Regions from separate parts of the Mus musculus genome. Here regions 1, 2, 3, 4, 5 and 7 are each linked to region 6. A link is a contact called in public Hi-C, HiChIP or PLAC-seq, Micro-C and capture Hi-C data. All regions are on one chromosome and are shown on one strand. Each heading gives the region's core, a stretch centred on a gene start, on an enhancer-like site or on the middle of the called end of the contact. The rest is flanking DNA. Distances are from core to core; before and after follow the strand shown. Region 1 overlaps Gm46072 (a long non-coding RNA gene). Region 2 overlaps Gm31718 (a long non-coding RNA gene). Region 3 overlaps Gm31718 (a long non-coding RNA gene). Region 4 holds the start of Tomm20 (translocase of outer mitochondrial membrane 20). Region 5 holds the start of Slc35f3 (solute carrier family 35, member F3). Region 6 holds the start of Tarbp1 (TAR RNA binding protein 1). Region 7 overlaps Gm31718 (a long non-coding RNA gene).

What was found. Hi-C and Micro-C count contacts between places; a contact is called where the count stands out from the background. HiChIP or PLAC-seq counts read pairs in DNA pulled down with a chosen protein or histone mark. Capture Hi-C pulls out chosen DNA fragments and counts their contacts.
Region 1: a Hi-C map of uterus shows a contact between it and region 6, with 17 times the contacts expected there. The contact joins the enhancer-like site here to the promoter of Tarbp1 in region 6. A contact is called at or near these places in 14 of 39 promoter capture datasets (the 3T3-L1 cell line, the C10 cell line, the HPC-7 cell line and 9 more), 22 of 484 Hi-C or Micro-C datasets (the 63-12 cell line, the AML12 cell line, the Ba/F3 cell line and 17 more) and 2 of 115 datasets of contacts at active chromatin or transcription factors (pancreatic cancer cells and stem cell-derived neural progenitor cells).
Region 2: a FOXA1 HiChIP or PLAC-seq map of pancreatic cancer cells shows a contact between it and region 6. The contact joins the enhancer-like site here to the promoter of Tarbp1 in region 6. A contact is called at or near these places in 2 of 39 promoter capture datasets (embryonic stem cells and hematopoietic stem and progenitor cells), 1 of 15 datasets of contacts at CTCF or cohesin (the NIH/3T3 cell line), 3 of 484 Hi-C or Micro-C datasets (bone marrow-derived macrophages, embryonic stem cells and stem cell-derived neural stem cells), 13 of 115 datasets of contacts at active chromatin or transcription factors (the HPC-7 cell line, differentiating embryonic stem cells, embryonic stem cells and 5 more) and 3 of 9 other capture datasets (adipose tissue, liver and macrophages).
Region 3: an HNF4G HiChIP or PLAC-seq map of pancreatic cancer cells shows a contact between it and region 6. The contact joins the enhancer-like site here to the promoter of Tarbp1 in region 6. A contact is called at or near these places in 7 of 39 promoter capture datasets (3T3-L1-derived adipocytes, embryonic stem cells, epiblast stem cells and 2 more), 9 of 484 Hi-C or Micro-C datasets (the CH12 cell line, bone marrow-derived macrophages, embryonic fibroblasts and 4 more), 23 of 115 datasets of contacts at active chromatin or transcription factors (the 230-238 cell line, bone marrow-derived macrophages, craniofacial prominence and 15 more) and 4 of 9 other capture datasets (adipose tissue, liver, macrophages and 1 more).
Region 4: a capture Hi-C map of macrophages shows a contact between it and region 6, with 6 times the contacts expected there. The contact joins the promoter of Tomm20 here to the promoter of Tarbp1 in region 6. A contact is called at or near these places in 16 of 39 promoter capture datasets (the C10 cell line, the HPC-7 cell line, the SN4741 cell line and 12 more), 1 of 15 datasets of contacts at CTCF or cohesin (the NIH/3T3 cell line), 8 of 484 Hi-C or Micro-C datasets (the HPC-7 cell line, the MNK3 cell line, bone marrow-derived macrophages and 4 more), 38 of 115 datasets of contacts at active chromatin or transcription factors (the 230-238 cell line, CD8 T cells, DN3 thymocytes and 25 more) and 4 of 9 other capture datasets (adipose tissue, liver, macrophages and 1 more).
Region 5: a contact with region 6 is called in a Micro-C map of embryonic stem cells, with 1.6 times the contacts expected there. The contact joins the promoter of Slc35f3 here to the promoter of Tarbp1 in region 6. A contact is called at or near these places in 5 of 39 promoter capture datasets (embryonic stem cells, hippocampal neurons, stem cell-derived epiblast-like cells and 1 more) and 3 of 484 Hi-C or Micro-C datasets (cerebellum and embryonic stem cells).
Region 7: a contact with region 6 is called in an H3K4me3 HiChIP or PLAC-seq map of stem cell-derived neural progenitor cells, with 21 read pairs. The contact joins the enhancer-like site here to the promoter of Tarbp1 in region 6. A contact is called at or near these places in 8 of 39 promoter capture datasets (embryonic stem cells, hematopoietic stem and progenitor cells, neural stem cells and 3 more), 3 of 15 datasets of contacts at CTCF or cohesin (the NIH/3T3 cell line, pro-B cells and stem cell-derived epiblast-like cells), 3 of 484 Hi-C or Micro-C datasets (bone marrow-derived macrophages and embryonic stem cells), 20 of 115 datasets of contacts at active chromatin or transcription factors (the 230-238 cell line, craniofacial prominence, embryonic basal ganglia and 14 more) and 2 of 9 other capture datasets (adipose tissue and macrophages).

What each region holds. Positions count from the first base shown.
Region 1 is chr8:126,077,773-126,081,468 of GRCm38.p6, forward strand. All of the region lies in intron 1 of Gm46072 (a long non-coding RNA gene), which reads left to right. Among named protein-coding and RNA genes, the nearest start is that of Gm46072, 6.7 kb to the left of the region's middle. Within about 2 kb of position 1,974, at least 2 of the 459 cell types and tissues checked have an H3K27ac peak or open chromatin away from gene starts, as enhancers often do. A contact at or near this core is called in uterus, where this site is marked.
Region 2 is chr8:126,807,981-126,811,543 of GRCm38.p6, forward strand. The region is part of intron 7 of Gm31718 (a long non-coding RNA gene); the gene reads right to left. Among named protein-coding and RNA genes, the nearest start is that of A630001O12Rik, 39 kb to the right of the region's middle. Within about 2 kb of position 1,526, at least 29 of the 459 cell types and tissues checked have an H3K27ac peak or open chromatin away from gene starts, as enhancers often do. A contact at or near this core is called in adipose tissue, pancreatic cancer cells and stem cell-derived neural stem cells, where this site is marked.
Region 3 is chr8:126,901,927-126,905,524 of GRCm38.p6, forward strand. All of the region lies in intron 1 of Gm31718 (a long non-coding RNA gene), which reads right to left. Among named protein-coding and RNA genes, the nearest start is that of Gm31718, 4.6 kb to the right of the region's middle. Within about 2 kb of position 1,940, at least 32 of the 459 cell types and tissues checked have an H3K27ac peak or open chromatin away from gene starts, as enhancers often do. A contact at or near this core is called in hepatocytes, liver, pancreatic cancer cells and 1 more, where this site is marked.
Region 4 is chr8:126,943,525-126,947,233 of GRCm38.p6, forward strand. Tomm20 (translocase of outer mitochondrial membrane 20) reads right to left here and starts at 2,397. Exons shown (of 5, transcript NM_024214.2): 1 at 2,080-2,397. The coding sequence starts at 2,200. It overlaps LOC115486982 (a long non-coding RNA gene), which reads right to left and starts at 2,073. Exons shown (of 2, transcript XR_003947623.1): 1 at 73-2,073. LOC115487043 (a small nucleolar RNA gene) reads right to left here and starts at 1,456; the gene lies at 1,323-1,456. Rbm34 (RNA binding motif protein 34) reads right to left here. Exons shown (of 11, transcript NM_172762.3): 11 at 3,648-3,709.
Region 5 is chr8:126,137,346-126,140,913 of GRCm38.p6, forward strand. It overlaps Slc35f3 (solute carrier family 35, member F3), which reads left to right and starts at 1,780. Exons shown (of 8, transcript NM_001363500.1): 1 at 1,780-1,830; 2 at 2,169-2,398. The coding sequence starts at 2,173.
Region 6 is chr8:126,472,801-126,476,320 of GRCm38.p6, forward strand. Tarbp1 (TAR RNA binding protein 1) reads right to left here and starts at 2,265. Exons shown (of 30, transcript NM_001159907.1): 1 at 1,455-2,265. The coding sequence starts at 2,265. It also overlaps the pseudogene Gm6091.
Region 7 is chr8:126,882,655-126,886,523 of GRCm38.p6, forward strand. All of the region lies in intron 1 of Gm31718 (a long non-coding RNA gene), which reads right to left. Among named protein-coding and RNA genes, the nearest start is that of Gm31718, 24 kb to the right of the region's middle. Within about 2 kb of position 2,172, at least 153 of the 459 cell types and tissues checked have an H3K27ac peak or open chromatin away from gene starts, as enhancers often do. A contact at or near this core is called in adipose tissue, bone marrow-derived macrophages, embryonic basal ganglia and 7 more, where this site is marked.

The sequences.
Region 1 (3,696 bases), core at 724-3,223, 400 kb before region 6:
GAAGGAGGATGTGTGCATCTTGAGGACATGCCAGAGACCCAGGATAGAGGAGGCTCCCAAGAATCAATGGGGGATGACCTTAGCTGAGACCCACGGCAGGGGGATATGGAACCTGAAGAGGGCACTCCTGTAGCCAGGCAGGAATTCCCTGGAGTGATAGGGATACCAACCCACCCACAAAACTTGTGACCCCAAATTTATCCTGTAGATGTGTGACTCCACACAGGATTCAATTTACTTGAATTTATTTACTCAACTATGAGTACAAATAACCAGTTCAAAAATGACAAAATCCTGTGTGTTTTCTGCTTCCTGACTATGGAGGATCAATGTCACTGGTCCTCATGTCCCTGAAACTATGCCTTCCTGCCACGATGCTCTTCTTAAATTCTAAGCCGAGACAAGTCCTGCTTTCCTAGCCTTGCCTTGTGTCCACTATCTGGTCAAAGCCTGAGACCAGTAACCAATACAGTCATTGATGTTTGGATTCACCCATAACCTGAATTAAATGTCAGTTAAGATGGCCAGTGAAATGGTCCTTTTATGGCTTTAGAATCTGCTGTCTTTTTAGGGTTTTGAAGGGAAGTTTTACCATGCCAGCTATTTACACTAAGATATTGGAGCACATAAACACTGTGGTCGGTGTGGGTGCCCTACATAGGGAGAATGAGACCAGAAGGAAGCAGCAGCAGTGGGGGGAGTGTCAGTAAAGAAACACTGTCAGGGCAGAGATGAGTATGAGAGCTCATGGCAAGGATACAGCTCGGCTTCAGATGTCTCAGAAGGCCATCCCTGGCTTCGGTAGACGTGCATCCTCAAAGGTGTTTGTTTTGATGTTACACACACAGGTAGGAAACTACAAACAAATGAATGTGCACAAGGTTGACAGTTCCAGATGGGGCGCCTCTGAATGATGGCTGGAATGCAGCCATTGAAAATATTGACTTAATCTATTCAGATTCCTGAGGGAAAGCACGTTCTGTGGTTGTTTACAACAGGGCACAAACATATATAGAGGCTTGAGTTTTATATAAACAAATGACACAGACATGAATAAAGAGAGCAGGAAGAAGTAAGACAAACAATTATTTTTTTGATATTTACATATATTATTTTTAATTACTTGCTGGTGTGTGCCTGTGTGTTGGTATGTACATGTGAGTGCAGCTGTCCACAGAGGCCAGAGGCTTGTGTCCCCTGGAGCTACAGAAGGCTCTAAATCTCCTGATGTCAGAACCAAACACGGGTCTCTACAAGAACAGCAATATCTCCTACAACCAAACCTCCTCTCCAGTCCAACAATTCCTAGTAGCAATTGAGGCAGGCTAAAATAGTGTGTGTGTGTGTGTGTGTGCGCGTGTGTGTCTGTCTCTGTGTGTGTGTGTCTGTGTATCTGTCTGTGTGTGTGTCTGTGTGTGTGTCTGTCTGTGTGTGTGTCTCTGTGTGTGAGTGTGTGTGTGTGTCTGTGTGTATGTCTGTGTGTGTGTCTGTGTGTGTGTCTCTGTGTGTGTCTGTGTGTCTCTGTGTGTGAGTGTGTGTGTGTGCCTGTGTGCACACAGGCTCATGTGTTTGCCTGCAGTGTCTTCCTCTGTCCTCTTCCCACTTCAGTTTTTGTTACAGAACCTAGAGGTTGCCATTTCTGCTGGACTGACTTGTCAGCAAGCTCCTGAGTCCCAGTTGCTCCTCCATCTCAGCACTGATTTAGGAGCATGCACAGCCACCCCCAGCTTTTTCATGGGTGCTGGGCATTAAACTCAGGCTCTCACACTTGTACAGAAAGTCCTGTGCTCTTTGACGCAGCTCCATGGTCGCCCCCACCTTTTTTTTTTCTTTTATGTAATTTGTTTTTAAAAACCACAAAACCACAGAGGCCATGCACCCTTGTTTAATTTGCAATGACCTCTAAAGACTATGAAAAAGGAGAGGAAAACCAGAGAGGCCTTCAGTCTGCAAAAAAAACACCTCACATCACTGAGATTTCCCTGCTGATAGTTGGGATGTTTGAGAGCTCTGGGGCCTGGTTTTTGTTCTGGCTCTCATGGTGGACAGAGGGCAGATGTTTTGCTTGGGGTTCAGCAATTCTAACCCTTCCTTCCTGTGATATGAGTGCCTTGGGGTACTCCAGTAAGTCATAATTTCTCATCTTGTTCTTGCTTAGACTGGTCTTGAGGCAAGCGGCAGCCCCCAGAGCTGTTAGCTACTCCATTCCAATTCTATAAGTGTGCATCTGACATTTTTACCATCTATAGTTTTCTTTTATTTTATGTTATTTTCAAAACATGCACATATGTACATGTGTCTTGTGTGCACAAATCTGTACATACCTGTTGGAATTTGTATGGCCATATGTGTCCAGAGAGAACTTGGAGCAGAAACGATAGAGAATGTTGTTTGCTGGATTCCTCACAGGCTCATGCATAGCTAGCTTTCTTATACAGTAAGGACCAGCCGCCCAGGGAAAGGTGCAGCCCATAAAATACTGGGCCCTCCTACACCAGTAATCAAGCCCCCACAGACTCTCCCACAGACCAATCCTTTAATGGAGACTTCCTTCCCAGAGGACCTTCTCAGAGGTTGTGTCAAGTCATGCTTGTTGCATGTAGCCTTTGCTACCCCGCTTTAAGCTCCAGGCAAACTGTACACTACCAGCCCCCACCCAAATTACACACACACACACACACACACACACACACACACACACACACACACACCAGTTACTCTTAAAATGCCTTTGCTAACTCAAAGACTGGGCACTGCTAAATCTCCCCTGCCACCTCAGGCACAATTGGATAGGTCATTGGCCATTCAACTTTATCTCCTGCAGCTACTGCCTCCTTCTTACCCAGATCCCTGCATCCTCATTCGAAACTCTAAGTGTCCCGCCCTGTCCTCATCAAGAATCAATTGGGGAACATGACCTTAGCATCAGAACCACCCTTAAGCCCCTCCCCATAACAAATCATTCACAGAATGAATTTTCTTTGGTTACTGAGCTTAAGTTTCTAAGTTTCCATATCTGCTTTATAAGAATGTGTTGCCTCTGAAGCAAATGGTTGTTGTTTTTAACTGAAGTGCCCAGGGAAATGAGGAGGTTTCATGATACAACACTTCTATTGTCTATTTACTCCTCCATAGAACACGAGATCTCAAGGCAGATAATTTCTTCCCTGATGTAGTGAAAGCTCAACCTTAGTGCAGTAACGGGCATGTTGAAATGTGCTGTGTGCTGTAGTTCTTAGCCCTTCTGGAATTCACCCTGCTGAGCAATCTTAGTCCTTATAATCCATCTTCCCCCATTCTAGAAAGGATTCATTTAAATTTAAGTGAGGTTAATTACAATTTGTGTCTGTATATATGTGCAATGCTCAGGTGTATACAGGTGCAAACAGATGTGCTAGTGTGCATGCATATGTGTTTACATGTGTGGAGGTCAGACAGCTACCTCAGCTGTCATTTCTCAGTCAGCACCCACCTTGTTTTTTTGAGACAGGGTCTCCCATTGGCCTGGAATTTGCCAGTAAGGTAGGCTGACTGGCCAGTGAGCTCCAGGGGTCTACCCATATCCAGCTTTTTTATGTGGGCTCTTCTCCAGTCTGCTCAGCCTTTTTGTTGAATAAATGCTAATAGATCCATGGTTGCTTTCTCAAATGCCATCTAGAACATTCACCAAGATGCTGTACTTGGGGGAACAAGGCA
Region 2 (3,563 bases), core at 276-2,775, 330 kb after region 6:
GTCCAAGGCAGGGAGAGAATGAGGAGCCATCCTTCCATTACCTTTAGGAGATGGTGATGAGCAGCTAGAGACACTTTTGTTTAGGTCATAGGCAAAGTGGTCTGGGTACATACAAACCTGCACCAGATGTAGTGTTCACAGGACTGTGGTGGGATGCCAATAACAGCCCGAGGTTGGTACTTGGCAAACATGGGTGAGTAGACGAGGGGAAGTCTGGGGAGCAACTCTGTAATGATGGCCGCTCACACTGTTGTGGCTGGTGGCTTCCTCAGTAAAACGTATTTGAGCAAATGGAGCTGCACTTTCTCCAAAATGGTCCCACATTGTCCCCTCTAGTCATTCCCCTTTAGCTTGGGACCTTTATTAGCTTAGCTTTCTGTCCCCAAATGAGAAACTATCCTGATTTTCTTCCTTCCTTCCTTCCTTCCTTCCTTCCTTCCTTCCTTCCTTCCTTTCTTCCTTCCTTCCTTCCTTCCTTTCCTTCTTCCTTTCTTTCTTTCCTTTTTTTTTTTTTTTTGGCTCTGTTATCCCTACACCCACTTGTCAAGCCTCTGACGATAAACTTCATCAAAACAGTACGCATGTATTACAACCTCTGTCCTAGAAAAAAGACATTCACTGGGGCCTATGTGTGTTTGCAGAATGGTTTCCAAATTTGACCTGTGTCCCCAGAGCTGAGATCACCAGAGAGAGCTGTTACTACATCTCTGTCTTCCCCCAGGCAACGCACAGAGGCCAGAACGCCATGTGCTGAGAGCCATGCCATCCTCCAACTCCTTTTGCCCTTGGGATCAATGGTCCCCAAAAGTGTGTGGTGGTTGGACACCAGAAATACAGTGTCCATGAGAGAGAAAATGAAGCTGGGGAAGGTCACTGCTGAGATCTGCCCCTAGTCCCTGTCCACAAAACCCTTTCCCCGTTGGAAGGCATTCCTCTGTCCAGAGACTGGTTCTGTAACTTTGTTGCAGTCAATCTCCAAGGCAGGAAGGACTCCTTTAGTGTGTTCTTTGTTTTTCTGCCATACCTGTACCATTTACCAACCTAAGGTGGCTTACCAGGCCTTATTCAATTTTCTAGTCTACCTTTGTATGAGTCGATTTTCTATTGTTATAACAAAAATACCGATGCCAGGGTACTTTATTTAAAAAAAAAATGTTTATTTCACACAATGTTGTTCAAGAGCATAGTGTCAGCTCTGGAAAAGGCTCCCTGAGCATGCCAGATCACAGAAGATGACATCAAGGGAAAATCACATGGAAAGACAGAAAGAAATGGGAGAGGGACCAGTCTTTCTCCTTTATTAAAAATCATCTCTCAAGAACCAAGAAGGTTATCAGGAGAACTACACTAATATCTCTCTCAGGCAAGACCACCGCTGACCACTCATCTCCCATTAGGTCTGGTCTGCAGGCTTGGGCAGTGAGTAAGTCTGGGGTGTGGGAGAGTATTGGAAGAGCTGTGGAGTCAGGCAGGGACTGGGTGAAATGATTAATCTCCATTGAAGAGCAAACTTCTAAAGCATGAACTTGTGTGGGCACACTCTGGCCATCATCCAATCCAAACACCCACCATTGTTGGCTTCTCTGTCCACTCTCAGCAAACCACCAGAATGTTCACATTCTCTTTATTCCCTAGCCAGCACCCCTCAAGGGCTCATCACCCCAGACTCAGACTCAGACTCAACCTCTTCCTCTCATCCTTCTCCTCCTTCTCCTCCTCCTCCTTCTTCTTCTCCTCCTCCTCCTCCTTCTCCTCCTCCTCCTTCTCCTCCTTTTCCTCCTCCTCCTTCTTCTCCTCCTCCTTCCCCCCTTCTCCTCCTCTTTTCTTCCCCCTTCTCCTCCTCCTTTTTCTTCCCCTCCTTCTCCTCCTCCTCCTTCTCCTCCTTCTTCTCCTCCTTCTCCTCCTCCTTCTCCTCCTCCTCCTTCTCCTCCTCCTCCTTCTCCTCCTTCTCCTCTTCCTCCTTCTCCTCCTCCTTCTTCTCCTCCTTCTCCTCCTCCTTCTCCTCCTTCTCCTTCTTCTCCTTCTCCTTCTTCTCCTTCTTCTCCTCCTCCTTCTTCTCCTCCTTCTCCTCCTCCTTCTCCTCCTCCTTCTTCTCCTTCTTCTCCTTCTCCTTCTTCTCCTTCTTCTCCTTCTTCTCCTCCTCCTTCCCCCCTTCTCCTCCTCTTTTCTTCCCCCTTCTCCTCCTCCTTTTTCTTCCCCTCCTTCTCCTCCTCCTCCTTCTCCTCCTTCTTCTCCTCCTTCTTCTCCTCCTTCTTCTCCTCCTCCTTCTCCTCCTCCTCCTTCTCCTCCTTCTCCTCTTCCTCCTTCTCCTCCTCCTTCTTCTCCTCCTTCTCCTCCTCCTTCTCCTCTTCCACCTTCTCCTCCTCCTCCTTCTCCTCCTTCTCCTTCTTCTCCTCCTCCTTCTTCTCCTCCTTCTCCTCCTCCTTCTCCTCCTCCTTCTTCTCCTCCTTCTCCTCTTCCTCCTCCTTCTCCTTCATCATCATCATCATCATCATTCTCTCTCCTCTTCCCTGGGCCCACCTTGCTGCGTGTCAGAGTTGGGAGAGATGCTGGCATCCTCTGAGCCCTCCTGATCCACAGGCAGCTCAGGTTGAGAGATGCTCACAGCTAGAAGATCACTTGGCACCTGCTAGTGAAGCTCACTGTGAGTCACACCAGGTCTGGGCAACCAAAATGACCAAGAATGCATTCCTGCCCTGCAGCAGCTCAGGAAAAATGTAGGCAGTGAAAAAAAATGGGCCAAATCCATCCGGTCGGCATCTGTTTTTGTACACAAAGTTTCACTGAAATACAGCCATGCCATTCACCCGTGGCTATGTAACCACACAGAGAACACACTGAACAGTTGGGACCAGACATATGAGATGCAAATCAGAAAACATTTACTACATGGTTTTATGCAAAAACCATCTGCCTGCTTCAATGCGATTACGAAACACCAAAAGACGGACCCTTGTCCTATGTCCCAGGTATTGCCGCACATGCTTCTCAACAGACAAACTCTCTCAGGCCCAGATGTGCTTGGAGCCAGGTTCTCTAGAGGATAAACAGAGAGACAGCAGAACTGGGGGTAGGAGGTGGGAGACCAGGGAACTCAGTCAGTGGAGAGTTTGCTTAGCATGCTAGAAGCTGGGTTCTGTCCCCATTACTGCATAAACCAGATACAGTGGTCCATGCTTCTAATGGCTATACTCAGGAGGAAGATTGAAAGCAGAACATTGAAAATTTAAGGCTATCCTTGGCTACATAGTAAAGGTAACCTGGGCTACCTGACACTCTGTCTCAAAAGAACCACCACAAAATAATAAATAAATAAATAAATAAATAAATAAGGAACGAAGCTGGTGCATGGTATCTGCATCATGCCCACACTGGGCTCATCTATTGCTGCTTTACCTTGAATCAACATTTTTACCAGTATAGCATCACCTTCCCAGAGACAGTGAAAGCGTCCTGTGTTTTTGCAATAGTCAGGAACTGTGTCAGATGACATCAAAGGCCTTTTGTTCTTCTACTCCAGGCACTGAATGACCACCATAGAAACTGAAACTTGAGGGGGAAAG
Region 3 (3,598 bases), core at 690-3,189, 430 kb after region 6:
ACTTAAGGTCACTTTATGCCAATGTTCTACTTCTTCTCTGGGCTTTAAAGGGAACCTCTGGGTCTAACCACAGTACGATGAACATACACAGAATTAGTTGGAAGAAGGGAAGAGGAGATGTGAGGGTAAGAGGAAGAGAGACAGAGAATGAAGTAGCTCTGAGTACAATGTCTGTCTAGCTCACACAATAGAATAAATACACACAACAGAGTAAAAAGAAAAAAGTCCTGGGCTTGCTACAACTGGCCAGACGAAATCTTCCTCTGAGGTAGTGGTCCTTAATCTTCCTAAAGCTGCGACCCTTTAATGCAGTTCCTCATGTTGTGGTGACCCCCAACCATGAAATTATTTCATTGCTACTTCATAACTGTAATTCTGCTGCTGTTATGAACCGTAATGTAAATATCTGATATCTTATTTGTGACCCCTGTTTAAAGGGTCATTTGACACCCCTCGGGGAGTCACAACCCACAGGTCGAGAACCACTGCTCTCAAGACTGGAGATGTGGCTGAGCGACTTGAAGAGAACCAACCAGCATTAGATTCCTAGCAATCACATCAGGACGCTCACAGACACCTATAACTCCGGCTCCAAAGAATCCAACATTTCTCCAAGGCACCTGCACTCACATGCGCACACACACACACACACACACACACACACACACACACACATACACACACTTTAATAAAGATAATTTTTTAAAATAAACCTTTCACTAAGTCATTTTAATGCAAACTATTATGATGCTAGCATTAGTTTGTAAGAAGCATACTTGTATTTTTTTATTTGCTTATTTAGTTTTGATTTTTCAGTATTGGAGATTGAATACAGGGTCTTGCATAGGACAGGCAAGCATTCTATTACTGAGCTACATCTTTCTAGATTTTCTAAAATTCAAATTTCGACACAGGGTCTCACCGAGTCAGCCAGACAGAACACAACTGTTACAAATCTGTATGAGTTGCTGAGATTACAGGTGTATACATCAGGCCCAGTGCCGAGCCTTGCACCTAGGCATAACCTGTCTGACAGAAGGCCCTTGGTGCTTCATACTTGTATACTAAGTACTTCCTATTGATTGATTGGTGGCCAGCTGCATGAAGACACACTTCCTTTTGGAAGGAGACTGAGCAGCTCCGGGTGCTCACATTGCTTAGAAAGCTGTCAGTACAGTGATGGTCCAGGCTACTTAGTTCTCAGCACTGCCCTATGCTTGCTTCTTATAAACTCCATTTGCTTTACGCCCCTGGACTTAGCAGAACACCTGCTTTGGAAAGGGTTTGGTGATAATTGAGGTGGGAGGTAGACGGATAGGTAAAAGAGTAAAGTTCACCCTGGATAAAGAAAGGCTTGGGAGCAAAGGTTACAACCAACAGAGGAAGCACCTAGGGGTGCGCATTCACAGGAGGGAGGCCAGCCTTTGAACCACCTGAATATGCAAAATACAAACACGTATCAGCAAAGGAATTTGGCACCAAACATGTGACATATCTCATGACCTGTTTATAGGGATTGTTCTGGAAAATGAGAAAGACTCGGGTGTCAGCAATGACTAACCTTGTCAGCTGAAGAGAGGAAAAGTTAACCCCCCATCTGGCTTCGGGGCAAAGTCAGACCAGCATCCAGGACAAGTTCCGTGGAGGCTGGCAGCTGTGTGGGATCCTTTTTTTTTTTTTTTTTTTTTTCTTTTTTTTGCTGAGTGCCTAGTGCTACACTATTCCATTCGCAGCACAGCTAGTGACCACAAGAACTCAAGGAGCTGTCATGCCACCAGCTGTGCTGTGACTAACAGCTACCTGGGGGGTCCTGATACTCTGTATCCCAAAACTTCTCCCACAACCACCCAGCAGCTGCCGACCAGTGTACTGGGCCAAACTAGAACTCACTCCAAAGCCCCAGGTAGGAGCATGTCCTACCTGAGACATCACCGAAACAACAGTCCAGTAGGAAGGAACATAGATCAATTGCCTTTGACCATGACCAATGGACACAGTGTTTTAGACAGTGTGGCTTGTGTGTCCGTGTTCATGTGTGTGTGTGTACACCTAGGTGTATGCCCATCGAGGCTAGTGATCAGCCTTGGAAGACAAAATGCTGATTCTCATGCTTTTGTGACAAACACTCAGCCGCCCGTGACTGGACTACCTCCGCAGACCTTGGTTTGCTTTTCTAAACAGTGTGTGTACACACAGGGCTCTACTGTTTGCACATACACACATCACACAGCTGCACATGGCTGAAAGCAAGCATGCCGGTAAGATCGAGGAGAGCCCCAGGGTCCCAACGGTCGGCTGGGTTGGCTACACAAGCTCAGCAGATCACATCTCCTTCAGCAAAATGAAACTCAAGGGATCAGTGTGAGGATATGACATGGCCAATTATCAGAGTCTTCCAGCCACATACAGGGAAATATAAGAGTTCCCAGGATCCTGCCTGGTGTGCCTCTTTGGCTGTTATCAGCTGTAAGAAGTTCCTGAAGACCAAGTTCCTTTGGATGTACCTGAGCTATTCCAAGGCTAACTTCAGCACACTTACTGAGCATCCACCACGTGTGATGGAGTGCACCAGAAACTGTTCTGTACCAAGGTAGGTCTTGCCTTCGGATGTTTGTCATGCACAGTATGAGAGGATCACACATAGCAGCCTCTAGCCCCAGAGTGCTCTCATTTACCAACACTCATTCCCACCCATAGTGTGAAGCTACCTCATGGGAAAGCCCCAGAAGTAAACAACTAAGGCACATAAGGTGATGTCCCTACTCTCCAGGACACCACACTTAGGTTGTGAATTATCCCCTTGTTTGGGACATGCTGGGTTTGCTACCCGCCCATCATCCAGCACCCAGTTCTGCAATCACACAGATGGTCTTGATATTGAAACGCTTAAATATTCAGGAAAAAATGAGAGTCTGTCATAGGCACGTATGTACGAGGTGTGTGTGTGTGGTGTAGATAACGTTCAGTACAATCAAAACTCAGGAAAACATAGCAGGCGAATTGTGGCTCTGTCTTTCTGCCCCATTACAAACACCATTACAAACACAGGAGCCAGCACAGCTTCTCCACAGAGAAGCAGCCCCCACCACGTGCAGCCAAGCAAAAATCCTTTTAGAGACAGACTTTTGAGGTCATTTTGAGGACTTTGATAATGCTTAGAAATTTCAAGCCTAGAAGATCAAAAGGCAAAAAGACATAAACACATCCAGGATTTTAAAGACTCGGGTATTGGTTAGGCAGTGGTGGTGCATGCCTTTAATCCCAGCACTCAGAAGACAGAGGCAAGTGGCCAGCCTGACCTTCAGAGTGAGTCCTAGGGCAGACAGAGAGAGAAACCCTGTCTCAAAAAAAAAAAAAAAAAAAAGAAAGAAAGAAAGAAAAAAAAAACAAAAATAAAACAAAACAAACAAAAAGGGCTCAGGAATCAAAGTGCTCACCTGACCAACTGGAGAGTTACAGAAATGTCAGTTGGCAGGTTAAATCCAAGGTGATGGATGTGCTGATGTGCTTTTAGTCCATTACTCCACAGGAACAAGGTTCTTAAGGAGACACAAGGTGGGGCTGGACAGATGGCTTAGCTGTCAGGTGCACTTGCTGC
Region 4 (3,709 bases), core at 1,147-3,646, 470 kb after region 6:
CCCAACTACATAGTTTAGAGACTTGTGAATTTACTGCTACTTGGTAGCAAAAATTTGCCAAAACAAACCAACCTTGTAGCATTCACTAATTACCGATCAGCAACAGTACCAAGGACTTCTGAAGTGTGGCTTCCCTCTGCCTTCTTGTCACTGCTGCAGTCAGTAAGTCACTGAAATCAACTGGTTCTGACTAAAGGCAAGCGGAGAAAACAAGCAGTCTAGCACAGAAAGCCACAGGGAGGAGCAGAGGCGGAAGGCCTAGGCTGCAGAAGGCCATGGATTCAATCACGGGAAGGGCAAAAAAGTTAATACTGCAAAGATGATTTTGAAAAGAACACCCTTGCAGGGCGTTATTGCCGCGCCTTTAATCCTACCATTTGGGAGGCTGAAGCAGGTTTATCTCTGAGTTCCAGGCTAGACAGGTCTGCAGAGTGAGCTTGCCTCAAAAGTTTTTGTTTTGGAGACAGGGTAGCCCTGTCTGTCCTGGAACTCAATTTGTAGCCCAGGCTGGCCTCAAACTCAGAAATCTGCCTGCCTCTGCCTCCCGAGTGCTGAGATTAAAGGCGTGCACCAACACGCCCGGCTTCAAAAGTTTTAAACAACCATAATTTTCCTGAAACAACTTATTTCTTCAACCAAAACCACTTTCTCAAGATTTCCACCAAGGCTTTCCAAAGGAATCAATCAGCCTGCTTAGCTGTCTCCCAATGTGTAGACCCACAGCCCCAAGACACTGAGTAGACTTGTGGACCCAAAAGTCACACTTAACAGTCCGCATTTATGGAGCCTTCCGTAGGTCAAGTACTTATCCCACCTAACCAACAAGAGGCAGCTTGTACCACCGTACTTTACAGTTAAGGAGATTTTTAGTGAATGCTGCTGGTCAGTACGCAATCTGGTCCCCAAAACGCAGTCTATAAATCCAAGATGCATTCTTCGCATTACTCTACCTAGCCATCGGACAAAAACACACTCTCCTTATCTCCCCACGTGAAGAAAACGATGAGGCTACTTGGGGCCTACGGGCTCAAAAAGTCCTGGAAGTCCTATAATGAGTATTAAAGGATGTACGTCTAATTCATTAGTCTCCGACCATATATAACTACGAAAAATTAAAAAACTCATTTAGAAATTCGAGAGAATGGAGTAACTGACTGACTGCAGCCCCCAAGAAAGCGAAACAAAAAAGGCCAGATTATTCCAACAAATGTGCTTTCAGACTATATATTGAAAAATAAAGAGTCTCTGTAAATTCATGGGTGGATCACATGTCCATGACTTCCCAAGGCGTGCCAAGATTTCCCTCCGGTAAAACTCTTTGAAGATGTCGCAGGTATGAAATAAGACTGAGCCACGTGAGGAGCGCAGCCCTTTGGACTCCCCCGCACTTTGTCTAGCATTCACTCATATCTTGGAAGCACCAGAGCAAAGCTGCCAAGAGGGTTTAAGAATGCAAGGACGACACCCCACTGTGCTAGTGCTGGGGCAGCACCGTCGACGGGTTTGCTGAATAGAGCACCACCGCCTTCGGGGTAGGCACCCGTCTGAAAAGCTAGCAATGAGAGGCACCAAGAGTTCGAAGCCGACCTACCAACTGCAGCAGTCCCCTGTCGTAAACACACATAAAGAATGATTGTTTTCAACGGTGACTGTTATAGAGAAAGGCTCGTGCCTGTTATCACAGCACTAGGTTGAAGCGGGGGGCTGGGGAGGTGGTGGTGGTGCTGGCTGCCACGAGGTCGAGGCTAGCGCGGGTTACAGCCTGAGCTACACAGGAGGACCCTGTCTTCAACACAAGTTGAGTGGGGGGGAATGGAGCTGGGCGTGGTGAGACCTTGAAACTGGAGGATAACCACCTTAACCTGAGCTAAAGACCTGTCTCCCACCCCCCATCCCCCAGAATTACAGAGCTGGGGAAAGGCAAAAAAGTGCTACCCCTCCCCCGAATCAGCATGCATTCCACCGCCAGCAAGATGGAGCCAGGTCGCCTCCAAGATGGAGGCCCGCGGGCACAGGCGGGACCCTGGCCGCAAGAGCGCGACGCCGGGGAGCACTCGGGGGCGCGCGGGGCCCACTCACGTTCTCGAAGCCTGTTCTTGAAGTTGGGGTCACTCCGCCTTTTGCGGTCGAAGTAGATGCAGTACCCGATGAAGAGGGCACCGCACACGCCCGCGGCGATGGCGCTGTTCCGGCCCACCATCTTCGCTCGACTGGGGCGTACGCCGGGCCGCGGCAGCCCGCCTGGCAGCGGTTAGCTCCGACCGATCGGAGCACGCCGGCCGCTCGCAGCCGCCTGCCTCCAGTCCAGACGGAAAAGGCCGAGCGCGAGGACTTCCGGCGCGCGAGGACCCCGGGGGAAGGTCCGCGGCGGGCTGTCCGCGGCGGTGCCTGCGCGGGAACGCCTGGTGCGCACGCGCAGATGGACCCAGTCTGCGCGGCTGAGACGCCAAGCTGGGGGCGGGGCGTGCACTGCAGAAGGATTTGTGCGTCATCCCGTGACCAGGGGGTCAGGGGCAGCACGTGTTTGTGGCGTGCTGAGTCAGAAGCCTCTAATCCACTGTCCTTGCTAATGAAAGACGAAGGTGGGAGCCGGCTGAGAACAGCATCTCATCTCACTGTGTCCTTCAGGAAGCCTGTGACTTGAAGTGCATGCGTTTGCTTTTTAGGTTTTTGAGACGGGCTCTCCCCTTGTAGCATAGTAGGGTCTGGAACTTGCTGTGTAGTCTGCCCTGGCCTCGAACCTGCAATCCTTTTGCCTCATCCTCTGAGCTGTGGTTTTAAAGGAAGACCTGAGCCGCCTGATCTGGCAGTATTTGCTTTGTAAATTGCGTTGTGACTGAGATTAGACACAATGATTGACTGCAAAATAATTTTATGATGTAGCCCTGGTGCGGAGAAGAAAAATGGGTTAATTCGTTCAAAAAAATTTAACCTGTAAGGAATGCAGAAGGGCAAAAAAAAAAAAAAAAAAAGTCTATGGGTGGCCCTGATTTGTGCCGTCATTAAACTGCAGTCTTGTCGTTCTCTCCCTCCTCCACAACCCCCATCAAGATTCCCAACCAGCTCGTTACTAATGCTCGAACCCACCCACCACACTTGTGGCTGGCTTTTGAAGGAAAGGCAGTCTGGTACAGCAACTGCTCCCTTCACTGAGGAAACATCGAAACCTGGGACAGTGACAAGCTATGCTGCAGTCTCTGAGAATTGGGTACAGTGATAAGAGGTAGCCGATGCAAGCCTTTCCTGCACCTCTCATTGTAAGAATGCTTTTTTTTTTCATTTATGCATATGAGTGCTCTACCTGCATGTACACCTTCGTACCAGAAAAGAGCATTAGATAGCATTACAGATGGTCGTGAGCCACCGTGTGGTCGCTGGGAATTGAACTCAGCACCTCTGGAAGAATAGCCAGTGCTCTTAACTGCTGAGCCATCTCTCTAGCCCCTTTAAGGATTTTTTGAAGCTATGTTAAGGGAGAAAAAAAGTTTACAAGAAAAAAATGTTTCATACTCATGACTAATCAGTACTTAGCCAGCACTTTTATAACAAAGCCAACTTCTATCCACTCTTGACCACTTATATACATAGTCTTGTGGCTATTAAGTATTTTATCAGATAGAACGTACCAAGAAATTACACTAAGCATCTTTAGAAAATTTCCTACAAAATACATTTTTTAATGATTTACACAATCATAGTAGCACACACA
Region 5 (3,568 bases), core at 530-3,029, 340 kb before region 6:
TTGTTTTTGTTTCAAATTCCAGTTGTCCATTGTAGACAGATAGGAAAGTGGTTAAGTTTTGTACATTATCCTTGAATCTTTCAGCCTTTTAAAACACCAGTTATTGTGTTACTTCATGTAACTATGGCAAAATACGAGACAAAAGCAACTCAAGGAAGAAGGATTTATTTTGGATCACAGTTTAAAAATACACTCAGTCCATTGTGGTAAAAAAAAAAAAAAAAAAAAAAAAAAAAAAAAAAAAAAAGACCTGGTGGAGGGAGCCTGAGGCAGCTGGTCACGAGGTAGCCACAGGGCATCGGGCACATAGTGTCAACAGACAGAAGCAGCTGGTCACATGGTATCCACAGACAAAAGCAGCTGGTCACGAGGTATCCACAGACAGGAAGCAGAGAAAGATGAACACAAATGCTCAGCTCATTTTCTCCTTTTTAATCAGGCCAGGACCCAGCCCATGGAATGATGCTGCCCATATCTGAAAACTCCCTCATAGACATGCCCAAAGGTTTGTTTCCATGGTAATTCTAACATCAAATCGACAGACAATCAAGATTGACATCACAGTTATTAATTCCGAAGTTTTTTTGTTTTTTGTTTTGGTCAGCTCTGAGACTTTCCAGATCTGCTTGGCTGTCATCTAGGAAGACAACTTCATTTTTTCTTTCACTTCTTCCTATGTAGCAGCCATCGTCTTCCCTTTCTTGTGTAATTTAATTGTCTAGGACTGCCGGTAAGATGTTGTAGAGGCACAGCAAAGGTAGGAAGCCCTAGGTTGTCTCCCAGCAGGAAAACTGGAGTTTCTTACCTGTTTGCAGCAGGTTTCAGCAAGTTCAGCAAGTTGAGGAAGTGAGTTCTATTCTATTCCCAGTTCTCGGAGGAACAATATATCTTTTCCTAAAGTAATACATAAAGTAGCGCAGGCGGTTTGATCTCTTGGGGGAAATGTATCTCACACTCAGAAAAATGTTGGAATAGAATCTAGCTATAATTCATAGTAACCTTTCGGGACGTGATAAGGCTATTTTTCTTCTCTTATATATCTGCGTATTTTCTGACTTTGCGCTCAGTGCAGAAGAGCAGTATGGAGGGTGATTTGGAGGTCTAGAATGGCTTAGGAACAAGACACAAAAACTGATCGGAAGCTAGGTAGGACGACAGTCTCTGTAGAGGGCACTGAAGCAGTTAGTGCCCTTTTCCTTGAGCTGTGTGAGCTGAGGACTGGGCTTGATCCAGCAAATCAATTGCCACCTATTCTAAATAAGCCACTTAGTGTGCACTGTGAAATGCCAGGTTAGTTTGCTGTTTGCTTTCGTAGTAGCAGCGCTCTTTGGGGTGGCGCGCGCGCGTTTGTGTTTGGGGTGGGTGTTGGGGGGAAAGACCGAGAGACTCACGTGTCGAAACCAGAACGCCAGGACCGTGACAGGTCCCGCGCCCTAAGGTTGCAGAGCTTGCGGAGCCTGGCACACTCCGGGCTGCGAGGATCTGAACGCGCGTCCCCGCCAGGTCCACGCGCGCCGAGGCCGCCACAGCCTCGCGTCCCGGTGGCTCCGGAGCGCACTACCGGGCGCGCTCTCCGGAGCCTGGGCGTCCGTGACCGCGAGTACTAGGGCGCCGGCGGTGGCAGGCAAGGGGCGCGGCGCTGTTCTGCCACCGGCTCCGGGCAGCGGGCGCGGGCGACCTACGGGCGTCCAGACCTTTGTGGCGGCTGCCGGGAGCTCCGGCCGCGGCTCCCCTCGGCTCCAGCCTGGGCGCCCCGGGCCACTCGCTGCCGCCGCCCATGGGGATCCGAGAGTTTCCCGGCGGCGCTTCCAGGACCAAGAGCATTGCTGTGTGAGTAGAGCTGCAGGCGCGGGAGGGCAGCAGGCAGGTAGCCCCCGGGCATCCGCGACCCTGCCTAACCCGCACTGCTGCTCTCCTGGTGGGAGGGAGGGACAGAGGGACGGTCGTGTGTGGCGGAGCTTGGGAAGTTTCAGCAGCATCTCCGGGCCACTCGCCCTAGCTCACGTTGCCAGAGGCGCCCAGAGTAGGGCGCGGGACCCGACGCCGAGGTTCCTGGGAGCAGGGCACATGGCAAGCAACGCGAGGGGAGTAGCCGTGGGTCCTCACCAGTCCTCACTGACATCTCCTCCTCTCTGCCCTTGACTCATCCCGCCTTCCCGCGGCCTCAGTGGCATGAGGAGGTCACCGGACGTCAGCCCGCGGAGACTGTCCGACATCAGTCCTCAGCTCCGGCAGCTCAAGTACTTGGTGGTGGATGAGGCGATCAAGGAGGATCTGAAATGGTCTCGCTCTGTGGAGGATCTCACCAGTGGACCGGTGGGACTCACATCCATCGAGGAGCGGATCCTGCGCATCACAGGCTACTATGGCTACCAGCCCTGGGCGACCAGCTACAAAAGTAAGACCCCCCCTCCCCCGTAATTCCCTTGCCCACTAGTGGTCTCCCTGCCAGAGACACAGCTACCAGGGAAGCGCACAGGGATGGTTCACTGAACCCTCTCTTCTACATGCAGATAGGCAACTTTGATGAAGAGGCCTGGAGGCGTTTCTCAAGTCCTGAAAGCAGAGGTGGAGGTGGGAGGGAGAGAGGGGGAGGGGGCTTTGTGTTACATTTTCTCTGACACCTCCCTGACCTGTGTCCACTTCTGAGTGATTCTGAGGGTAAGCCTGTTGTGTCTATCAGTGAGAGCTGCTTCAGAGAACTGGTCTGTGTGGGTTTCTCATTGGATCCTGGTGCAGTTAGCTCAGGAGAACTCAGCCCTTGGGCCTGGAATTTAATTAATCTCTCAGGAGAAGTGATAAAGATTCATTGGATCTAGCTCCGTCTCTTTGGTTTAGGATTGTATGGGTCCTAAGCGAGAGGATTTTGTTCAGATCTTTCTAGGTATTTGAGTTTCCGGAAGATGAGTTCTTGGGGCCAGGTTGGGGTACCTCAGACTTCACCCTGAGCCTCAGCTGATGACCTTGGCTGCAATGGTGAGGCATGAAGAAACTACCTGTGCAGGCAGGACTGACTTGCTGACATCTATTTTGTTTTCTTTGGAAGGTAGAGATTTGCCAATACAAACTCAAGATATTGTTTGAGATATTACCAGGGTCCCGAGTTATGCCTCTGTAGTTAGACACTGGGAAAAGATTGCAGCTCACTCCTTCGGTGGGTCTGAGAAGGAAGCATGACTCATTCATTTGTAAGAAAGTCTAGACCAACAGCTTGATAATTCTGAAAGATATTTTTTAACCTTTTGTTGCTTGGAATTACAACACAATGTATTGGTTTTCCCTTAAGGGGAAACACTAGACATTTGTTTTATAATTTGATGATATTTACCAGTAAGAGCTTGTCTTTACATGAATTATTCTTAACACCTTCAAGTCCAAGCAGTTGGCTTTGGTCTTGTGTTGCTATTTGTAATAAAGGGCATGGTATTTGAGTGTTTGATTTCAATGGCCCGATTTGAGATTAAAGGTCTGTGGTGATTGTATGTAACCTAGTACAAAGCTTTCTGATATGCCCATATCCCCCCTGAACACCCCGCATCTTTGATTCTGCCACACGGTTTGACTTTTC
Region 6 (3,520 bases), core at 1,015-3,514:
CAAGCCAATAAGCAGCACCCCTCTATCATCTCTGCATCAGTTCCTGTCTCCAGGTTCCTGCTAACTTCTCTCAGTGATGGAGTGTGACCTGAGAGAAGTGTTCTGAAATAAATCCTTTCCTCAACAAGTTTCTTTTGGCCATAGTCTCTATTCCAGCAACAGAAAAAATAACTAAGACAAACAGACAAATGGTAAGTCCCAGAGGTTCCAAGTCAAGAAGAGAGAAGGAAAAAGGAAGCAAGGGAAGAAATAACCACCTGATTACTCAAGAAAACTTCCCCAAATCAAAGCTCATTGACTTCCAGACTGTGTAGGTGCACATGGATAAAAAGGAGGTTCCAGGATGCCAGGGCCCTAAACCCCTGGTACCCTATAGAGAAGTCACAGACTGCCCTTGAGCAGGATCCAGAATTATCTCAACTTCAAAACAACAAGAGTAGCATCTCCAGCTTCTAGATGGATGGATGGAAGCCTTTAAAATGTGGATGGAAATGTCTCCCCCATAGAAGTTGGACCTGAGCAAACTATCACTCAAGCCCTAAAGACAAAACCAAGCTGTTTACAGTCCCAGCTCTGCTTTGAATGCAGGAGGCCCCAAGAGAGCATTCCTGCAGAGACAGGAAAGATGGATCACCCACAAAACCACAAATGTGCAGAGACCATGAGGAAACACAATTCCAAACTTCAGAAAGAAAGCGTCTGAATCCTGAGTTCCAGATTCAGAGAGAGCAAGCGAGAGAGACCCTGGCCCAAAAATAAAATGGAGAATAATCAAGGACAACACCTGTTGACTTTAGGCCTGGGCGCAAGCACACACGATGACTTAAGGGTTATGTTTAGAAAGCACTAACTAACCCTGCTCCTAATATTCCTAAAGGGAATGTCAAGGGATTAATATTTGATTCCGTACCTCGAGTTTCAAACATTAACTTGGGTTACACAGCACCCTTCTTTCAGTTTGATACGGATGTCAACTTTTTTTCTATCAGGATGTAAAGGCGTGGAGCAGGCTTGGTTTTACACAGAGCATGCTACCGCGTGTGCGATATCTTAACCTTCACTGGGTCCACTTTTCCCAAAGTGCAGGAGGAGGCCGGTGTAGGGTACCACATGCAAGTGTCAAATCCGCTCAGGATGAGGTGGACGCCCCTTGAAGGCTGGTTTGAGGTAGCAGAGTGTGGCTGGGGCAAAGAGATAAGTAGGTGCCAGTCTGGAGAGATGGTTCAGGGGTTAAGAGCACTTGATGTTCTTCTAGAGGACTGGAGTTTGACTCCCAACACACACATCAGGTAGTTCACAATTGCCTTTAACTCCAGCTCAAGGGGATTTGATGCCCTCCCAAGCATACGCACGTGATGCACATAAACTTACACAGGCACGCGCGCGCGCGCGCACACACACACACACACACACACACACACACAATTTTGTTTTTTAGAGAGACAAGTGGGTACCTTTTGTGTCCTGGGGGCTGCAGGAGCAGTCCACCGCCAGCTCTGCAGACACCTGTACAGCCCTCTGCAGCAGGTAGCGCGCGCGCTTTCGCGTGAGCCCGTCCTGCGCGCGGCCCAGCCCCGCCTGGACGGTTCTCCAGAAGCGGCCGCAGAGACGGGCGTCGAGATCCCCGTGGCGCTCATGGTTGGTCAGCAGCTTCTCGGCCAGTGCGCTCAGCACCAGCAGTTCTGGCCCAGTGCTGCCCTCAGCTCCCGGTCCCGCGGAGCTCAGCGCGTCCCACGCCGCACGCAGAGCCGGTTCTGCGCTCTGTGCCAGCGCGGGCAGCAGGCGCGCTCCCACGGCCGGCGGCGCGTCCCCGGCCAGCGCCAGCTCCACAGACGCGCGCCCCAGGCGACGCAGCAGCGGGGCATCCTCCGGCGCGCGTAAACACGGCGCCACGGCGGCCAGCAGCTCCACGGCTGGCGCGCTCGGCAGCTCGCGCAGCGCTTCTTCGGCCAGAGTGACTGCCAGCTCCGGTCCTGCCAGGCGCGCGCACGAGCGCAGCGCCGCACTCGCCGCTCGGAGCACGCGGGGCCTCGCAGGCCCTCCGCCCTGGGACGCGTGCAGTAAGGGCACCAGGTGGTCCCTGGCCACCTCGTGTGCCGCCTTGGCCAGCGCGCCGGCGCCCGCGCCGCGCTCCTCCAGCCGCTGCAGCACCAGGCGCAGGGTCTCCGCCCGCTCCGCACTCGCCTCCCCGCCGCACAGCGCGCCCAGCAACTCGCCGGGCTCCCGACTCTGCGTTAGAAGCGCGTCCGCCAACACCCGCTCCATTTCGCGGGGAGTAGACCTGTGCGCGTGCGCCGGCCACCCTAAGCGCGAGTGCGCGTGCGCGGCGAGAGGTTCCCACCCACACATACCCTGCCCGGCATAGGACCGCATAAGGTTCCTTCAACTTTGTTGGGAGTGTGATGCCTCCTGCCACTCACAGTTTTTAGTAAAAAGAGTTGCTGCAGACATAGTATTACACCAGTTCCGAAGTTCCCGATTGGAAATAGGCCTAGGGCCTAAATTTTCTAGCTGGCCCTAAATTCACATAGATATCCTGCAATCCCCCCAGATGGCTGCTTTTTAAAAGGGTGCATGTTAAGAGTTACCACAAAGTCTCTAAAACAATGGATCACAAATGAAATCTGGATTTATGTTTTGAAAATAAGTTATGAGAGCTGAGAAGATTGGTCAGTAGGAAAAGGGCATGTTATGAAAGCATGAACATCTGAGTTAGGATCCCATGGAGAGGTAACTACCATCCTGCGTGGTGGAGACACATCTCCCCGCCGCCCCCCCCCTCCCCGACTCCCCCGAGTCGCTGATGAGCCAGTATGGCTGAGATCAGTTCCAGGTCCAGTGAGAGAGCCTGACTCTTTTTTTTTTTTCATTAGTAGTAAACTTTAATATTGTTCACTTTGCACAAGAAAAGTGGCTCACTAAGAGCTGGGGTTCTGAGGAGAGAATGTTTAGGCATAAATGGGGGAGCTGTGAGAGGCCTGGAGCCTTGGTGAGGGTGGGGCTCTGAGACTGAAACCCAGCCACCAACAAGGAAGAAACTAGCCCCACCAGTGTCACAATGGTGGACAGCTCTGTCCTCACCTTTGGCTGAACGCGGGACCCCTAGCCACCAGGCAGGGTCTGGGCTCCAGCCTGCATTGAGGCATCTTGGCAATCAAGAAGGGAACTGAAAACGGCTTCAGCGAGTGGACGATGGATGAGCCCGTTCAAGGCACAGTGTCCATTAGGAATGATAGGCCCGCGCTCCCCCTGCTCTCTGAGAGTCCAACCTGGGTAGGAGCTGGCAGGCCCCAGGTCCCCTCAGTTGGCAGAGTTGTATTGTAGGACTTGCTGAGAGGCAAAGAGCTTCTTGACAGCCAAGGCCTCTCCCGGCTGCCCCAGCACCAGACAGTTCTCTTTGTTGTCTGACCCAGCAGCCTGGGCTGAAGACTTCTTAAAGTAGCACAGGCGGCACACGGAGTGATACTTGTCGGCTCCGCCAATCACCTCCACCTCTTTCTCCAGACCCAGCCTCTTCGTG
Region 7 (3,869 bases), core at 922-3,421, 410 kb after region 6:
GTCCAGGCAAGCATGGAGCAGGAGGAGCTGAGAGTCCTATATCTTTACCTGAAGGCTGCTAGCAGAATACTGACTTCTAGACAGCTAGGATGAGGGTCTTAAAGCCCATGCCCACAGTGACACACCTACTCCAACAAGGCCACACCTCCAAATAGTGCCATGCCCTGGGCCAAGCATATTCAAACCATCACACAGGTGTACATAGAGGCCAGATGGAGACACAAGGACACCACAGCTAGTATCAAGCCAAGGGGAGAGGCCTCAAGAGAACCAATCAGCTCTGCCAACACTCTTCTCAATGCCCAGAAGTATGATAGGATATATGTGTCTGTCTGTCTGTCTGTCTGTCTGTCTGCCTGCCTGCCTGCCTGTCTGTGGATTTGTGTACATCAGTGCAGTGCCCATGGAAGTCCTAGAAAGTGTCATATCCACTGGAGCTGGAATTATAGGCAACTGTGAGACACCTGGCCCAAGTACCAAGAATCAACTGCATGAGTGGTGTGTACATTTTAAAGCTCTGAGACATCAATGTTTGCTTTTTAAGTTACCTGGTCTATGCAGTCTTGCTATGGGAGCCTTAGTACCTAATCCAGTCTGATCATGCTGAAGGGAATCTGCCTCTCAGATTGTCCCCAAATCTTCCTCAGTTACCCAAATAAAAGGCACCAGACAAGATCCTCATTTAAAGCAATAGTAAATTGGTTCAGAGAACCAAGAATCTGATGAGGACCAAGGAGCTAGCTTAATTGTTCAAGTGCCTGTCACTCAAGGATGAGGATCTGAGATCAATTCCCAGAAGTCACATTTTAAAAAAAGCTGAGTGTGGTGATGACTACTGTGCTAGGGAGGTAGAGATCAGCCTGACCCAGAGAAGCTCACTAGCCTAACCTGCTAGATGATTTCCAGGCCAGTGAGAGACCCTGCCTCAGAACAAAAAGACGACTGGCGCCTGTGATATAACACCTGAGGTCATCCTCTGCACCCATGCATCTTACCTGCACACGTGCATGTGCACCCACACATACAAAAGGTAACAGACTAGGAGAAGACTTGAAATTTGTGTTCAGTCATTGATGGAAGGCTTGGAGTGATAGAAACACCTCAAAAAAAGAAAGTAGTAACCCAGACACTCTGTAAGACCCTTGAGCGAGCTCAGCCTTTGATGACTGCCATTTTGCACACCCTTGACGCTTCTTAGCTCCTCTTCTAGAAGATGCAGTTTCCCCCGTGGAACTCTGGGAATGAAGGTTACCATATCCAGCCCTGTACACTGGTTTAGGGATTTAGCCCAAGGCTGGTGCTTTAAAAAAAAAAAAAAAAAAATCCTTCCTTTAGCCTCCCAGAGACAGGCTGCTCATTTCCATTGCTAAGGTGGAGGAAGAGATAAAGGGATTTATTATCTGAACATTCCAGGGCCTCCCAAACAAATCTGTTCCTCCCTCTAACCACCCCCACCCCCCCGCTCCCCAAAAAGCTGGACCGAGTTTTAAAACATAAGTGTGTTTTGTTCCCAAGCCAGCTTGTCCGTCTCGGCGGCACTCATACACGCAGGGCCTCCTTATCAAATCACAGACTGCTAAGTCACAGAGCAGGAGAGTTCTGGTTCAGCACACCTCATGAGCTGCAAGCCCCAAGAAGGATGTCTGTGTCTGCCTTGCTTGTCATTAGCATCTCATGGTCACATGGCAGTGCCTGCGTCATTCAACCACTGGCAAAGAAAACAGAATGAGGTCAGCCACGAGGGAGAACAAACGGCATAGCTCAAGGAGCACAAACGCAAGCCTGGAAACTTGGGGGGTTGGGGGGGCAGGCTTGTGAGGGGGTGAGTTGTGGCTGATCACAGCCTCCTGGTGGTCCCTCTCTGTGTTCCCTGGTGTTTGCACAGCCCAGGTTACAAATCTGGGCATCATCACCACCAATATCCCCATAGTAAAGGTGACAGACTGGACAGAGCATGCCACATCCCTTGCAGCAGGGTAGAGTCTGGAGCCGCCACGCACCCTCCCCTTCCCTTGTAGAATGGAAGGTGCCAGCCACTTGGGGGTCAGAGTTTGAGGGGAGGCTCTTCTGAGGAATGTGTCTGTGGAGAAATCCATGCTCCCTAGAGGGAAGTGGGGACTGTCCCTGCACATCAGACTGTGGCAGAGCTTACCCCAGGATGCCCTTTAATGAGAGCAGAGAAGACTAGGCCCTTTGCCAGCCAGGACCTCAGAGTCTAAATAGGGTTGCAGTAGGCTGGCAAAGGTCCCTGAGGCCTGTAAATGTGAGGAATCTGGTGGGGGTTTTGTTTGTTTGTTTGGTTGGTTGGTTGGTTTTGTTTTCTAAGGAAATGGGTCTTTGCAAATACGAATAAGGACTGTGAGATAGAACAGTTATCCCAGGTGCCTCACAACTGAGAAGGGCAAAAGCCCCCATATACAATGACTTGTGTACTTAAAAGACAGAGGCCGGGCAGTGGTGACACACGCCTTTAATCCCAGCACTTGGGAGACAGAGACAGGCGAATTTCTGTGTTTGAGGCCAGCCTGGTCTACAGAGTGAGTTCCAGGACAGCCAGGACTACACAGAGAAACCCTGTCTCGGAAAAACAAAAACAAAAAAAAAACAAAACAAAACAAAACAAAAACAAAACAAACAAACAAAAAGACAGAGGCCAAGTGTATCAATTACTTCCTTAGTTGCTGTGACAGAATACCTGTTGAAAGCAACAGAATACCTGTTGAAAGCAGCTTCGGTGAGGAAAGGTTTATTCTGGCTCACAGTCGAGAGGATACAATCCACCACAGAGGGGAAGGAGAGCAGGAGGCAAAGGTGGCTTGCCACTGTGGCGGCACAATCGTGAGGTGGATAGTCACATCCCACGCGCAGTCAGAAAGCACCACAGCGAAAAGCCTCTGGAGAAAGGAACCTCACAGAAACGTTGACCTCAGCCTTCCAGCCTCCAGAGCTTCGAGCAAGAAGGTCTCTGCTGACCAAGCATGGGAGCATGGGCAGACGAAGACACCTCATACATAAACCAGAAGAGGGTAGCTCTTAAAACTTAAAGTCCACCACCACTCCCACTCTCACCAAGCCACTCCCTCCAGCTGAGCTGCTCTACCTTCTGAAGTTTCCACACCTCCCAAACAGCGCCATCTGTAGGCAACCAAGCGTTCAAACACAGGAGCCTAAGGGAAGTGGTGGTTGAGGAGCTGAGGCCACAAACTAATCAATGGCAGACAACACCCCACCCCACCCACCCCCAGCTGGAAGGGATCAAAGTGGGTCCTTCCCTGGATCCTTGGAGGGAATGCAGTTCCGTGGACACAGCCAAACGAAAGTGCCGTCAAACTTCTGCCCTCCAGAACCGCGAGAGAACAAACTGCTGTCTTATGTCTCTTTGTGACAGCAGCCAAGAGGACATCATTCATTATACAGAAGCTGACGACTACCTGCTTGAGTGTCAGAACCAGAAGCAAGTGTTGGGTTGGGCCAATTTCTGCCTCAGTGCTTGTCAGGGCCAGTCTAGTCAGGGTCTGGGTCAAGAGAGAACGCTAGTATGGACCACTGAGTGCCTGAGTCATGGAGCTACCAGAAAAGGTAGGAACCCCACAGGGAGGAACCACAGGTAAGCCCTGTCTAGAGACCCAGACCTACCATCCTAGCTACTCTGGAGGCTGAGGCGGGAAGAAAATGAACACAAAGCATACTTGGGCTACAGAGTACATTCAAGGACAGCCCAATGAGACCTTGTTTCAGTAAGAAAGGCTGGCAATACCAGACAGTGGCAGAGCCCTTGCCTAGCCAAAGACCTGGGCTCCATTCCCAGCACAGGAAGAAGATGAAGGTAGAAAAGGTCTCGAGTGGCCACACAGAAGGGGGTTAGAGAA